3 separate regions of the Sus scrofa genome follow, and regions 2 and 3 are each linked to region 1. Evidence: chromatin contacts called from public HiChIP or PLAC-seq data. All regions are on one chromosome and are shown on one strand. The core of a region is the stretch at or near the end of the contact, and the rest is flanking DNA. Distances in the headings are between cores, read along the strand shown. Region 1 overlaps THSD7B (thrombospondin type-1 domain-containing protein 7B). Region 2 overlaps DARS (aspartate--tRNA ligase, cytoplasmic). Region 3 overlaps DARS (aspartate--tRNA ligase, cytoplasmic).

Evidence for each region. HiChIP or PLAC-seq counts read pairs in DNA pulled down with a chosen protein or histone mark.
Region 2: a contact with region 1 is called in an H3K27ac HiChIP or PLAC-seq map of skeletal muscle. The contact joins two enhancer-like sites. A contact is called at or near these places in 2 of 2 datasets of contacts at active chromatin or transcription factors (alveolar macrophages and skeletal muscle).
Region 3: a contact with region 1 is called in an H3K27ac HiChIP or PLAC-seq map of skeletal muscle. The contact joins two enhancer-like sites. A contact is called at or near these places in 2 of 2 datasets of contacts at active chromatin or transcription factors (alveolar macrophages and skeletal muscle).

What each region holds. Positions count from the first base shown.
Region 1 is chr15:15,465,911-15,470,011 of Sscrofa11.1, forward strand. It overlaps THSD7B (thrombospondin type-1 domain-containing protein 7B), which reads right to left. Exons shown (of 37, transcript XM_021075621.1): 7 at 2,554-2,659. Among named protein-coding and RNA genes, the nearest start is that of THSD7B, 140 kb to the right of the region's middle. Within about 2 kb of position 2,066, at least 28 of the 83 cell types and tissues checked have an H3K27ac peak or open chromatin away from gene starts, as enhancers often do. A contact at or near this core is called in skeletal muscle, where this site is marked.
Region 2 is chr15:15,855,393-15,859,493 of Sscrofa11.1, forward strand. All of the region lies in intron 4 of DARS (aspartate--tRNA ligase, cytoplasmic), which reads left to right. Among named protein-coding and RNA genes, the nearest start is that of DARS, 47 kb to the left of the region's middle. Within about 2 kb of position 1,744, at least 9 of the 83 cell types and tissues checked have an H3K27ac peak or open chromatin away from gene starts, as enhancers often do. A contact at or near this core is called in skeletal muscle, where this site is marked.
Region 3 is chr15:15,833,088-15,837,188 of Sscrofa11.1, forward strand. The region is part of intron 3 of DARS (aspartate--tRNA ligase, cytoplasmic); the gene reads left to right. Among named protein-coding and RNA genes, the nearest start is that of DARS, 25 kb to the left of the region's middle. Within about 2 kb of position 2,449, at least 2 of the 83 cell types and tissues checked have an H3K27ac peak or open chromatin away from gene starts, as enhancers often do. A contact at or near this core is called in skeletal muscle, where this site is marked.

The DNA.
Region 1 (4,101 bases), core at 816-3,315:
GGTAAACAGAACCTCTAATATTCATTGTTTTTCCCAGAAGGGATAAGGCCAGCTCCAGTGCCACCGGATAAAAATGGCTTTGATGGCTGTGGCTGTCATTCGGATGACAAATGTATTTTCCTTTGCTGCCCAGAGCACACATCTCTTGACACACTCATGAGGGGGGGTGTTAATTGCTAAGCTCCACTGGAAAAAGAGAAGGGTGCTGACAATGCACATATTTTAATGAGAGGGTCTGGGCTGCCAGAAAAGGATTGTCTAAACCCTTTGCTCAACTAACTGCCCATTCTGCAAGGAGCGTTCGCTCTCTTGCAGTGAAAGTGGAAAGGTGGGTGGATTAAAAAAGAGGTGGTATGGCAGTTCCTGCTGTGGCACATCAGGTTAAGGACACAGGGTTGTCTCTGTGGTGGCATGGGTTCAATCCCTGGCACGGCGCAGTGGGTTATGGATCATGTTTGATCTCTGGACCTTTCTTATGCTGAGTGTGTGGGAAAGAAAGGGAGGGAAGGAAGGAGGGAGGAAGGGGAGGAGGGAGGAAGGAAGAAAGGAAGGAAAGAAGGGGGGAAGGAAGAGGCGGCAAGACTGCAGAGCTGTGGTGGCTGGTTAAAAGCTGTCTTTGAGAACCCTTACTTGGGCAGGGGATGGGCAGCAGATTCTCAGGGGAGGTGGTCCTTAAAAGAATGAAGCTGGTGTGGGGAAGATGAAGGCAAGCCCCAGCAGGTGTAGATGTAGTGGGGTCTAGCTGGATGCTCAACTGCCTTGGTCTTACCTCCCTTCTCTTCTAACCCCAATCCCTGTAGCCCACATTTCGGGCTTGGGAGTGTGAAAGCTGGGAGGGACTGCTGAGATCAGTTGCAGGCAGGGAAGGCAGGTACTTGCCCCATGCACCTCCTCCTTAGTCGCCTGTGCCTCGAGCAGACATCACTAAGTGATCACACTGTTTGATCTTTTTGAGTCTAAATGCAGCCTTAAAACCTCTAGCTCAGCACTCCAAAAAGCCACGAACAGAGTCAATACACCAGATGAAACCTGTTTTCTAATTTTAGTTTAGTATAACCTCATCTCGCTTTTTTTCTGTTTTAACACATTTCTTATTTATTTGGCTAAAGATTACACATTATGCTAATGTTCTTGATTCTCTCCTTTTCTTTTTCTGTCCCTAACTCCCTAGTCTTTAAAACAAAACAAAACAAAAACAAAACAAAACAAAACAAAAACAACTAGCTTTATTGAGATATAATCCACATGCCATAAAGTAGACCACTTTAAAATATACAATTCAGTGGTTTTTAGTATAGTCTCAAGATTGTGCCACCTTCACCACAATCTAATTCAGGACATTTTAATCACCCCAACAAGATACCCCAAACACATTAGCAATCGCTGCCCACTCTCCCCTTCTCCCCAGACTCTGGCAACCACTAATTTACCTTCTGTCTCTTAGGATTTTCCTATTCTGGATATTTCATATAAATGGAATCATGCAGCATGTGACCTTTTGTGTCTTAGAAGTTCATTTTTTTTTCCGTCCGATTTTGAAACAAGTGTCCTGGGTCTCTGAGAAACCAGCCCCACCTCCCAGGCCTCCTCCCACCCCCTGGAGCATGACCAGCCCTGCGGCCACCACACACACATGGCCTCTGCTGGTTTCTGACACCTCCTAGGCAGGTGCCCAAAAGGCCAGGTTCCAAGAGCCAACGAGGAGGGGTGCTGCCCCCCCCCCCCCAATCCCGCTGTCATGCCGGGTCTGCGCTGCTCATGGCGCTGACCCAGAAGTTAGATCCAGCCCATCCTCGACTCAGCCCACCCTCTGAGGCCCAGAGCTTTGATCCCGGGCCAGGCTTGTCTGGCTGGTCTCCTTCTCCCTTGGAAGAGTTCCCTGCAGAGGGTTTCCTTATGCAGGGAGATTGTCCACCATCGAGGCCAAATCCCAGGGTGGGCCAGCTTATAAGTAAATGCCCTGCTGTGAGCAAATCTCTCTTACTTCCCCCATGACCAGTGGGCCATTCTGGAGGCAGCTCAGAGCCCTGCTCCGGCAGCAGGCGCAGGACACAGGAAGTTCAAACTTGTGCCTTTTGTCACTTTAACTGGCTCCTCCTCTCCAGTCTGTTCCCAGAAAACTCCTTCTGTTTCCTGAGCCTGTCCAGCTGGAGGGGTGGGAAAGGGAGACTGTCTGTCAGATCCTCCAAAGGGACTTCCAGAAATCGAGGTGGGGAAACAGACTTTGAGGAGAGGACCACACAACAGGGACCTTGGGGAGTTTACTTCTTCTGTATGTGATTAAGTGGCCGACAGGCGGAAAGGAGGGCTGAGAGCCAGGGGCCCGGGATAGGAGGCTGCAAAGCCCGGGAGTTCCAAGACATGTGAGTCAGCAGGAGGCAGCATGGGGTGAGGGGCTAGTCAACCACCACTCCTGCATCCTTCTCCTCTCTCAGATTCCTCTCCATCTCAGGATCCCTCAGCCTTTTCCCAACTTCCACAAAGAATCCATCTACCCAGAAGCCATTATCGGACCCCTTGTTCATTCATTCATGCATTTCTTGGTTCACCTACCTTTTCTCAAGCTCAGGATGTGCCCAGCACTGTGCCAGATGCTGCAAATGCAGAACTTGGGGCCCAGAAGGGATGGCCAACAGGAAAACAGTTCAATAAAGGTGACCTGGTGAGAGCACCAAAGAAAAAGCATTAGTTCTTCCTGAGAGTGTAGCTGGGTGTCAAGAAATGCTTTAGGGAGCGCACAGACTACATGGCTTAAACAACAGAAATGTTATTTCTTTGCTGTTCTGGAGGCTAAAAAGCCAAGGTCAAGGTATCTGCAGAGTTAGTTTCTCCCAAGGCCTGTCCCTTGCCTTACAGAAGCCATTTCCTTGTGGGTATGCATATCTGATGTCTTGACAGAGATCAAAATTTTCTTATAAGGACACCAATCATATTAGGTTAGGGCCTGCCCTAAGACCTCATTTTCACCGAATCACCTCTGTAAAGACCTTATTTCCAAACACAGTCACATTCTGAGGTACTGGGGTTCAGGGCTTCAATATGAGGATCTGGGGGAGACACAATTCAGCCCAGAACAGAGAGGTGACTTTGGCTGTGCCTTGAGAGCAGAGCCGAAAACTGAGAGTTCCCATTGTGGCTCAGCAGTAACTAGTACGCATGAGGACTCAGGCTTGATCCCTGGCCCTGCTCAGTGGGTTAAGGATCCAGCATTACCATGAGCTACAGTGTAGGTCACAGACTCAGCTGACATCTGGTGTTGCTGTGGCTGTAGTGTAGGCTCCAATTCGACCCCCTAGCCTGAGAACTTTTTTTAAGGGCTGTACTTGCGGCACAAGTACAGCTCTTAAAAAAAAAGAAAAGGAGTTCCCGTCGTGGCACAGTGGTTAACAAATCCAACTAGAAACCATGAGGTTGCGGGTTCGATCCCTGGCCTTGCTCAGTGGGCTAAGGATCCGGCGTTGCCATGAGCTGTGGTGTAGGTCCCAGACACGGCTCAGATCCTGCGTTGCTGTGGCTGTGGCGTAGGCCAGCGGCTACAGCTCCAATTGGACCCCTAGCCTTCGAACCTCCATATGCCGCTGGAGCGGCCCTAGAAAAGGCAAAAAGTCAAAAAAAAAAAGAAAGAAAGAAAGAAAAAAAGAAAGCTGAAAACAGCTGGATGGGCAGAACAGGGAGTTCTCGATGTCAAGGCCAGCAGAGCAAAGACCCAGAGATAGTAAACACCTGTATCAATCAGGGAGCGGCAAGATTTCACATAGGTGGGAACACAGGACTGGGGCCAGAAGAAAAGGCCACAGCATTCAGGAGCACTGTGTGTTTTCCCTGCAGTTGTGCACTGGCAGGAGGATGGTGGATAATTGTTCAGGTCCTGCAGGAGCTCCTGTCATGGCTCAGTGGAAACGAATCTGACTAGTATCCATGAGGATGCAGGTTCAATCCCTGGCCTTGCTCAGTGGGTTAAGGATCCCGTGTTGCCATGAGCTGTGGTGTAGGTCACAGACGTGGCTTGGATCTGGCATTGCTGTGGCTGTGGTTAGGCTGGCAGTTACAGCTCCGATTAGACCCCTAGCCTGGGAACCTCCATATGCCGCAGGTGCGGCC
Region 2 (4,101 bases), core at 494-2,993, 390 kb after region 1:
CTTTTTACAATTTTTTCCCTAAAGACAGTTCGTTAGTAGTAAAACTAATTAAATTGACATTGATAGTTCCTAACGGATGACACGAAGTCTGTTCTATCAAAGCATTGTAATGCTTCTTCTAATTTATTTGTAGAGTGATTACTTATGTTTAGGGACAGAAAGGTGATTGGAAAATGAAAGAAGTATAAAACAATGCAGTAATAATGTGTTTGGGAAGTGTTGGTAATAATAAAAATAGCTGACTTTGCTCTTGAAAAGATATATTTAATTTACTTCGCCCATTTCTCCTACAATAAGGTAGTTCCCAGGATTTCCTCTGTTTTTCATCATGGATTTTTTTTTCTGCTATATCCTCCATAAAAGTTGAAAACATTTTGTTGCCTGTTAGACATTACTGCCTTTCAAAATGCAGCATACTGGCATGTTAGTTCCCAAATGTAAAACAAACTTTTAATAGGGCCTCTTTATGGCAGCAGTCAAGTGTACTGTAAAGTACTGTAAAGTGTTAAACCGTCTTACACATACAGTATTAGTTAAAATCAATGTTAAATAAACTTTTTCTGCAACGTGGAATTTTATTTATTTACTTATTTTTATTTATTTATTTGCTTTTTAGGGCCGCACCTGTGGCATATGGAGGTTTCCAGGCTAGGGGTCTAATCAGAGCTACAGCTGCCGGATCCAAGCTGCCTCTGTGACCTAGACCACAGCTCAGGGCAACACCAGATCCTCAACCCACTGAGCGAGGCCAGGGATCAAACTTGCAACCTCATGGTTCCTAGTGGGATTTGTTTCTGCTGTGCCATGATGGGAACTCTTACAAAGTGGAATTTTAGCCTTCTATTAGCAGTTAGCTTATTCAAGTATTCCTGTCCCTCTTGTGTTGACTCAAACTATACACACACACATACATGTAAAACTCTCATGTAACCTTTTACTAGTTTTAACTAGCAAGTTCTAGTCTGACCCTGTTTTCACAAAGTTGACCTTTTTAAGTTGTTTTAATGTTTTTTCTTCTGAAGTCATTCATGTCCACAATAGGTATATATATCTACAGATATAATAGAGATAGACATTTTAGAACTAAATTATCTAAGATTTAAAAAATTACGGAATGGTTTTACTAACATCTAAGTCTGCTATTCTGTTACTAGCATATAGCTACTAGAAATAATAAGGGAAATACTGAAAAAAAATTAATTATAAGTGCTGTGGCATGGGTTTGATCCCTGGCCCAGGAACTTCCACATGCCATGGGCACCTGGCCAAGGTAATATTAATTATAAGAATCTTATGTATCTAGTTAATCCTATCTTCTTTCTGATTTATTCAGTAGACCAATTTGTGATAGCACAAGTTTAGCTTCGCGCCTAGTTTAAGAAATAGATCAGACTTTCAAGTTCCTTTTGTGAGTTGTTTAGTACTGGAAAGTATTAAAATCAGTGGTTGTTTTCTAGTCTAACCGATCAAGTATTTTAACACATAATATTGCTGAATTAATATACTAAAGATAGACTTAGTTCCAGGGTTCAGGTGCTGGATAAAAAAAGAGTCATCTGATTACTTTTGAGAAAGAGAAAGAAGAAAAAAATACTGTTTTCTTTGATTAGACTTTTGGCTAGCCTCCGGCAGAGTGTATTTGGCCACATTCCAGCTTCTTTCTGGCAGGATACTTGTTTAGTCATTGAAAGTAGATATGTTTAACTTGAGTTTGCTTGAAGAAAACTCTCTAATAATGTAAGGCCTCCCACTAGGGAGTCCAGGGTAGTGAGGTAAGAGAACCAAATGGGCCAGGGACGGAGATGGACAGTCATAGGGGGGAGCTCTAGTTGGGGCAGGTCAGGTTGCTCCTTGAAGCAATACACTGATCACATATATCAAATCTTCCTCATGGAAACATGTGAGATACGCAACAGAATTCTCACAAGGCATAAATTATATACTCAGGTATCAAGTTTACCATACAAACAGATATAACAGTGGTGGGTGGCAGTCACAGTGAAGAAAGATTCAACAACTTTAGATTGCCAGTATTAGAAAGCCCTTTTAACAATAAACTGAAGCTTCTTGATCCCTTCAGGTCTTAGGAGCTTTATCTCAGTTCACCAACTACCTTTTTTTTTTTTTTTTTTTTTTGTCTTTTGTCTTTTGTCTTTTTAGGGCCACACCCATAGCATATGGAGGTTCCCAGGATAGAGGTCGAATGGGAGCTGCAGCTGCTGGCCTACACCACAGCTCACAGCCATGTCGGATCCTTACCCCACTGAGCAAAGCCAGGATCAAACCTGCATCCTCATGGATGCCGGTCAGATTCGTTTCCACGGAGCCATGACGGGAATGCCCTACCAGCTACCTCTTAACCATAATAAATTCTGAGTTTCTTCAGTACACAAGATTTCTTGCCAGATACTAGGTGATAGTTCTAGTACACGAGATTTATGAGAGTGCAAGAGATGTGTTCACTATTGATATCTTTCATTTTAAGGCAGTTGGTAACAGACATTATAGAATTCTGGGCAGTGTAGCAAAGGGAAATGAAAATGTTTCTTTCTTCACCACTTTTTCCTATTATCCTCATATTGATCCTTTTCCAAACCCACATGTTCATTGAAATGGATTGTGGTGTTCTTCTCTGTAAAATAAGCACTGTTAGATTTCTGGAATCTTGTCAAATAACACCACAACTACTAAGGACCCAGTTCCTTATTAGAATGAGTAGAATTTTTCTTATGAAACTTAAATGTTTTTGTTTTGTCTTAAACTCTTTAGATTCTGGTTATTAGTTTTACAAGATTTTGGCTAGGGACTTTAGCCATGAGAACTTAATATGTAAGTTAACTAGGGTTTATGATAGTAGATAAACAAGGAGTCCAGGACAGATGTTCCTAATACGTATTTGCCCTTTGTATTGTGCCAACTGCCCCAGGAATTCCACTCTCTCCCAGTTATCACTTTGGCATTTTTCTTCCTTCTCTTTTCAGATCACTTCTGTGGTTTCAGTTACCACCTGAGAGTTTTAATTAATAGTTTTACATGGGGAATTGCCTTTGGCCAGCTCAGCCAGCATCATGCTGACATCATTCCAAGATCTGAATGTTGTATCTTTTCCTTTTCCACAAATGTGCTCTGACACATTTTGTCCAGTACAAGAATATACACAGAAGTAGAACTGGTATGTTTTGTATGGGAGCCACCATTTCATATTACACTCCTTGCTCAAAAATAATCAATTGGTGAATTTAATAAGCCATTTCATGAATTTTATATTTCAGAATTTGGAGTGTCTTGTGTTCAAAATTCAAATTTGTTATAGAATTAAACTGCTAAGGAGATGCATTTATTTCGCTCTATATTTAATAGGCTTAATAAGTTTATATTAAGCTTCATATAGACTGGTTTTTTGTGCTGCACCCATGGCATGTGGAAGTTCTTGGACCAAGGATCAAACCCAAGCCACAGCAGTAACCCAAGCCACAGCAATAACAACACCAGATAGATGCTTAACCCTATGAGCCACAGAGGAACTCCAGCTTCTTAAATGGAATTATACAATCCAGTAGGCCCTCTGGCACAAATCCAATGATAGTGTGTACCCAGAAACTATAGGCAATGAAGATTTAATTGAAGCCACCCTAATGTCCTCCTACTACTTTGAAATCTCAGTTGACCTTCTATTTAACTACATTGCATACCAGTAATTACATTTATTGAAGCCACTGTTTCTCCTTATAGAAAATGCTGATATTAGTAAATTTCAGCTATAGTGAGGGAAGTATTCTTGGGGTCCCAGTCGTGGCTCAGCAAAAACAAATCCTGACTAGCATTCATAAGGACACAGGTTTAATCCCTGGCCTTGCTCAGTGGTGTTGCCATGAGCTGGGGTGTAGTTGCAGACGTGGCTCAGATCTGGTGTGGCTGTGGTGTAGGTCAACGGCTACAGCTCCGATTCAACACCTAGCCTGGGAACCTCCGTATGCTGCAGGTGTAGCTCTAAAAAGACAAAAATAATAATTGAAAGACTTTGCCAGGTCAGTGCTGATCCGCTTACATCTTAAGTCCAGAGTGCTTTAAAAAATGGTAACTAAATTACGGGATCTAGAA
Region 3 (4,101 bases), core at 1,199-3,698, 370 kb after region 1:
TTAAGTGAAGTAAGCCAGACAAAGACAAATATGTTATCACTTATATGTGGAATCTAAAAAATACTACAAATGACTATGAAAAGGAAGCAGACTCACAGAGGTAGAAAACAAACTAATGGTTACCAAAGAGGAAAGGGAGGAGTATGGGATTAACAGATGCACACTACTGTATACAAAATAGGTAAGCAACAAGGTTTTACTGATTAGCACAGGGAACAGCATTCACTGTCTTGTAATGATATATAATGGAAAATAATCTGAAAAAAGGATTAAAAAAACTGAATTACTTTGCTATATACCTGGAACTAAATCAATTATTTTAAATCAACTGTGCTTCAGTTTAAAAAAAGGAGAAAAGTAGAAGTCTCAAATCTAACCATTTTTTGTCTTGTGTATTTTTTCTGGGAAAAATGCATTTATAAATAGGGACTGAGTCCAAGCCATCGCAGAGATAGCTCCATATCCTTAACCCACTGTGCTACAGTGGGAATACCTATCCTTTGTTTTATGTAAAAGGGATTTACACACACACACACACACATTTCTCCTTGTTATCATTCATTACTGTCTATAAGGAAATGCCTTACAAGACATTGAACGGTATAGATCATGCAGTGCCATATATCACTGACCAGAGCCAAAGAAAGAACAATTTGTTCAATAACACCTTTCAAGAACTTGGTGTCATATGTGCTTTGTAGGAGTTCCCTTGTGGCACAGTGTGTTAAGGATCTGGCATTGTCACTGCTGTGGCTCTGGTATTAGCTGCGGCATGGATACAGCCGCAGCTGTACCTGATAGAAGTAGTCTGAACAGATAGTTCTGTTTACCAGGAAACCAGTATTGGGTTTTTTTTTGGTTTTTTTTTTTTTTAGGTCTTTTAAAAATCTTTTTGAGTGTACCATCAAGGTTCTAATATTTGAAAGGGCTTTGAACACAGAAAATCTGGGATCATAGCATTAGAGTCATAATCTAGATCTGTTCTAATAGTGAAGACTACATAAATATGGAATGATAATAGAACCTAAGTTCTTTTATATAAATGATGTTAAGAATATCTTTGTCACTCATCTTTCAATATTTCATTTCCTTAATATATAGTCTAAGAAGTGTATTTCTCTTTTTTTTGTTTTTTTAGGACCACACCAGAGGCATATGGAATTGTACTTCCAGACATTGTACTTCCCAGGCTAGGGGTCAGATTGGAACTGCAGCTGCCAGCCTACACCACAGCCACGGCAATGCAGGATCCAAGCCCTGTCTGTGGCCTATACCACAGCTCATGGCAACACCAAATCCTTAAACCACTGAGCAAGGCCAGGGATTCAGCCTCCCTATGGATACTAGTCAGATTCACTTCCAGTGCGCCACAGTGGAAACGAACACGTTTCACTTAATTCTCCCAAGCATTGGATAATACTGTGTATTTTAAAATTTTTGCTAATATGAGAAGTATAGTGTGTCATTGTTTGCTTCAACCTGCATTACTTTCATTCCCCATAACATTTTTCTCCTTATATTTATTTATTACGGGGTTTTTTTGTTTTGTTTTGTTTTCAAATTATTTGTTGTGGTCTATTACCTATATATATATATATTGGGCTTACTGTGTTCTTTATTCATAAATCTTTAAGGTCTTTATGTATTAAAGGTATTAACTCATAGATTATGCAGATACTTTTCCCAGTGGTTTTTTTGTATATAGATGTTCTGATTTTTTAACTTAGACCTCCCTTTTCTATTGTTTAGTTTAATGTTCAGTTCCATTTTTTACTAAGTTTTTTAGTTTATCTCCTGAATTCCATCTAAAATTAGAATCTCTTTTATTAGAGTCTTGTCAGTTCTTTCTTATGCTTCATACATATATCTGGCTGATTCTCTTGATTCTCTTGGGGTTTTGTTTTTTTTTGTTTTTTGGGGTTTTTTTGGGTCTCTTTAGGGCTGCACTGGCAGCACATGAAGGTTTCCAGGCTAGGGATCAAATTAGAGCCATAGCTGCTGGCCTACACCACAACCATGGCAATGCCAGATCTGAGCACATCTGTGACCTACGCAGCAGCTTGGGGCAATGTGGGATCCTTTAACCCACTGAATGAGTCCAGGGATCAAACTTATATCCTCATGGATACTGGTTGGGTTCTTAACCTACTGAGCCACAATGGGAACTCCTTGTACATTTTTACTTACCGTAGGTTTATAATATGCTGATGGTATTGGGCTTGACTCTTTACCCCTCTCCTCCCCTCTGTTGGCTTTTTTAAAAATTAAAAAATTAAAATTTTAGAACTATATAAACAAACACATTAAACATTAAAAGAGAACATTGAACATTCTTCACTTCACCCATAGCTATTGATTTCATGATTTCTTTTCCCTAGCAGGCATGTCAGATGTTAGGAATATGTTTGCTTCTATGTTTAGCCTCTTGAACTTCCCAGTCTTACTTACTGCTTGTGTTGAATCTGGAGCATGGCCATGATTTTCTTTCAGTCCTTACCGTTCTTCTGTACCTATCTCTCTGATTGTATTGTCTCTGAAAAAAAATTTTTTTTTCTGATTAAAAAAGTAGGAGTTCCTGTCATGGCTCAGCAGAAACAAATCTGACTAGCATTCATGAGGACTCAGGTTTGATCTCTGGCCTTACTCAGTGGGTTTAAGGGTCTGGTGTTGCTGTGAGCTGTGTTGTAGGTTGCAGACTCGGCTCGGATCCTATGTTGTGGCATAGGCTGGCAACTACGGTTCTGATTTGACCTCTAGCCTATGAACTTCCATATGCCTCCAGTGTGGCCCTAAAAAAAAAAAGTAATACATGCTTATAGAAAGCTCAGGAAATACGGAGAAGAGGAGTTCTCATTGTGGCTCAGCAGTAATGAACTCAGCTGGTGTCCATGAGGATCAGGTTTGATCCCTTGCCTCACTTGATGGGTTAAGGATCCCAGATTGTTGACAGCCATTATGTAGGTCACAGACTCAGCTTCAATCTGGCATTGCTGTGGCTCTTGTGTAGCCAGCAGCTACAGCTCTGATTTGACCCCTAGCCTGGGAATATCCATATGCCAAAGATGTGGCCCTAAAAAGCGAACGAAAGAAAGAAAGAACAAACGAAAATAAGAAAATATACATGAAGAACAGAATAATTCTCTTTAATTTCACTGTCCATTAGTAGCCACATTTTGATGTTTTTTCTTCCTCTACAATCAATATCACATTCTAGTGGTTTTTTCTTACACAGTCAATTTTTATATACTTCTTATACAAACAAAATTATGATTGTACTCTATTTGGTTGGATCACTTTTTTCACATAATCATCTCTCATGAGTGTCTAACAAATATTTACTTAGTGTTCCCAGCACCCACCATAGTTTTTGGACATAGTGATCCAGCTGAGAAGTAGAAATGGTAATCAGTCCTCAAATAAGTAGGCAGTGGCAGCAGTGCTGTTAATAGTAATAATAATTAACATTAATTCAGAGCTAACATTAATTGGGAGATTGTCACAACTCTAAACATATTGCTCACATAATCCTTAAGATTTTACATGAAGACTCAAGAAAACCCCATGAGTAATATACTTGTAATTTTTCCATTTTGCAGATGAAGAACTGAGGCATAAAGTGGTTTAATAATTTTCCTGTAGACCCCTTCATAGGAAGAGATAGTAAGGATATGATCCTGTGTCTTGATTAAAAACCCACTTTTACTTTTTACCTTAGATTAAATGTTACCCCTTAGTGCTGTCCTAAAGACACTTTCCTGTGCTTACCGTTTTTATTTTTTTATTTTATTTTTTTGAAAAGGAAATTATGTAATATTGATTAAACTATACTCCTTTGAAGTATACAGCTACTTAAAGCAGCAAATTAAGCTTTTCGGAAGCTAATGTAATAGATTTTTTTTTTATAGCCATATGCTTTTTTTCTTTATGTAAATATTTTCTTTTGTTTGTTTGTTTGTTTTGTGCTTATACTTTTTAAGTCCTATAGAGCTCTCCATTCTCTCTTTGGTGTAGCATTGGAGTTCATCCCAAGATTGTGGTACAGTCAGGTCAGTGCTGCCTCTCTCTGCACTACTAGAGCAGCTAAAATACTTAATAAATCAT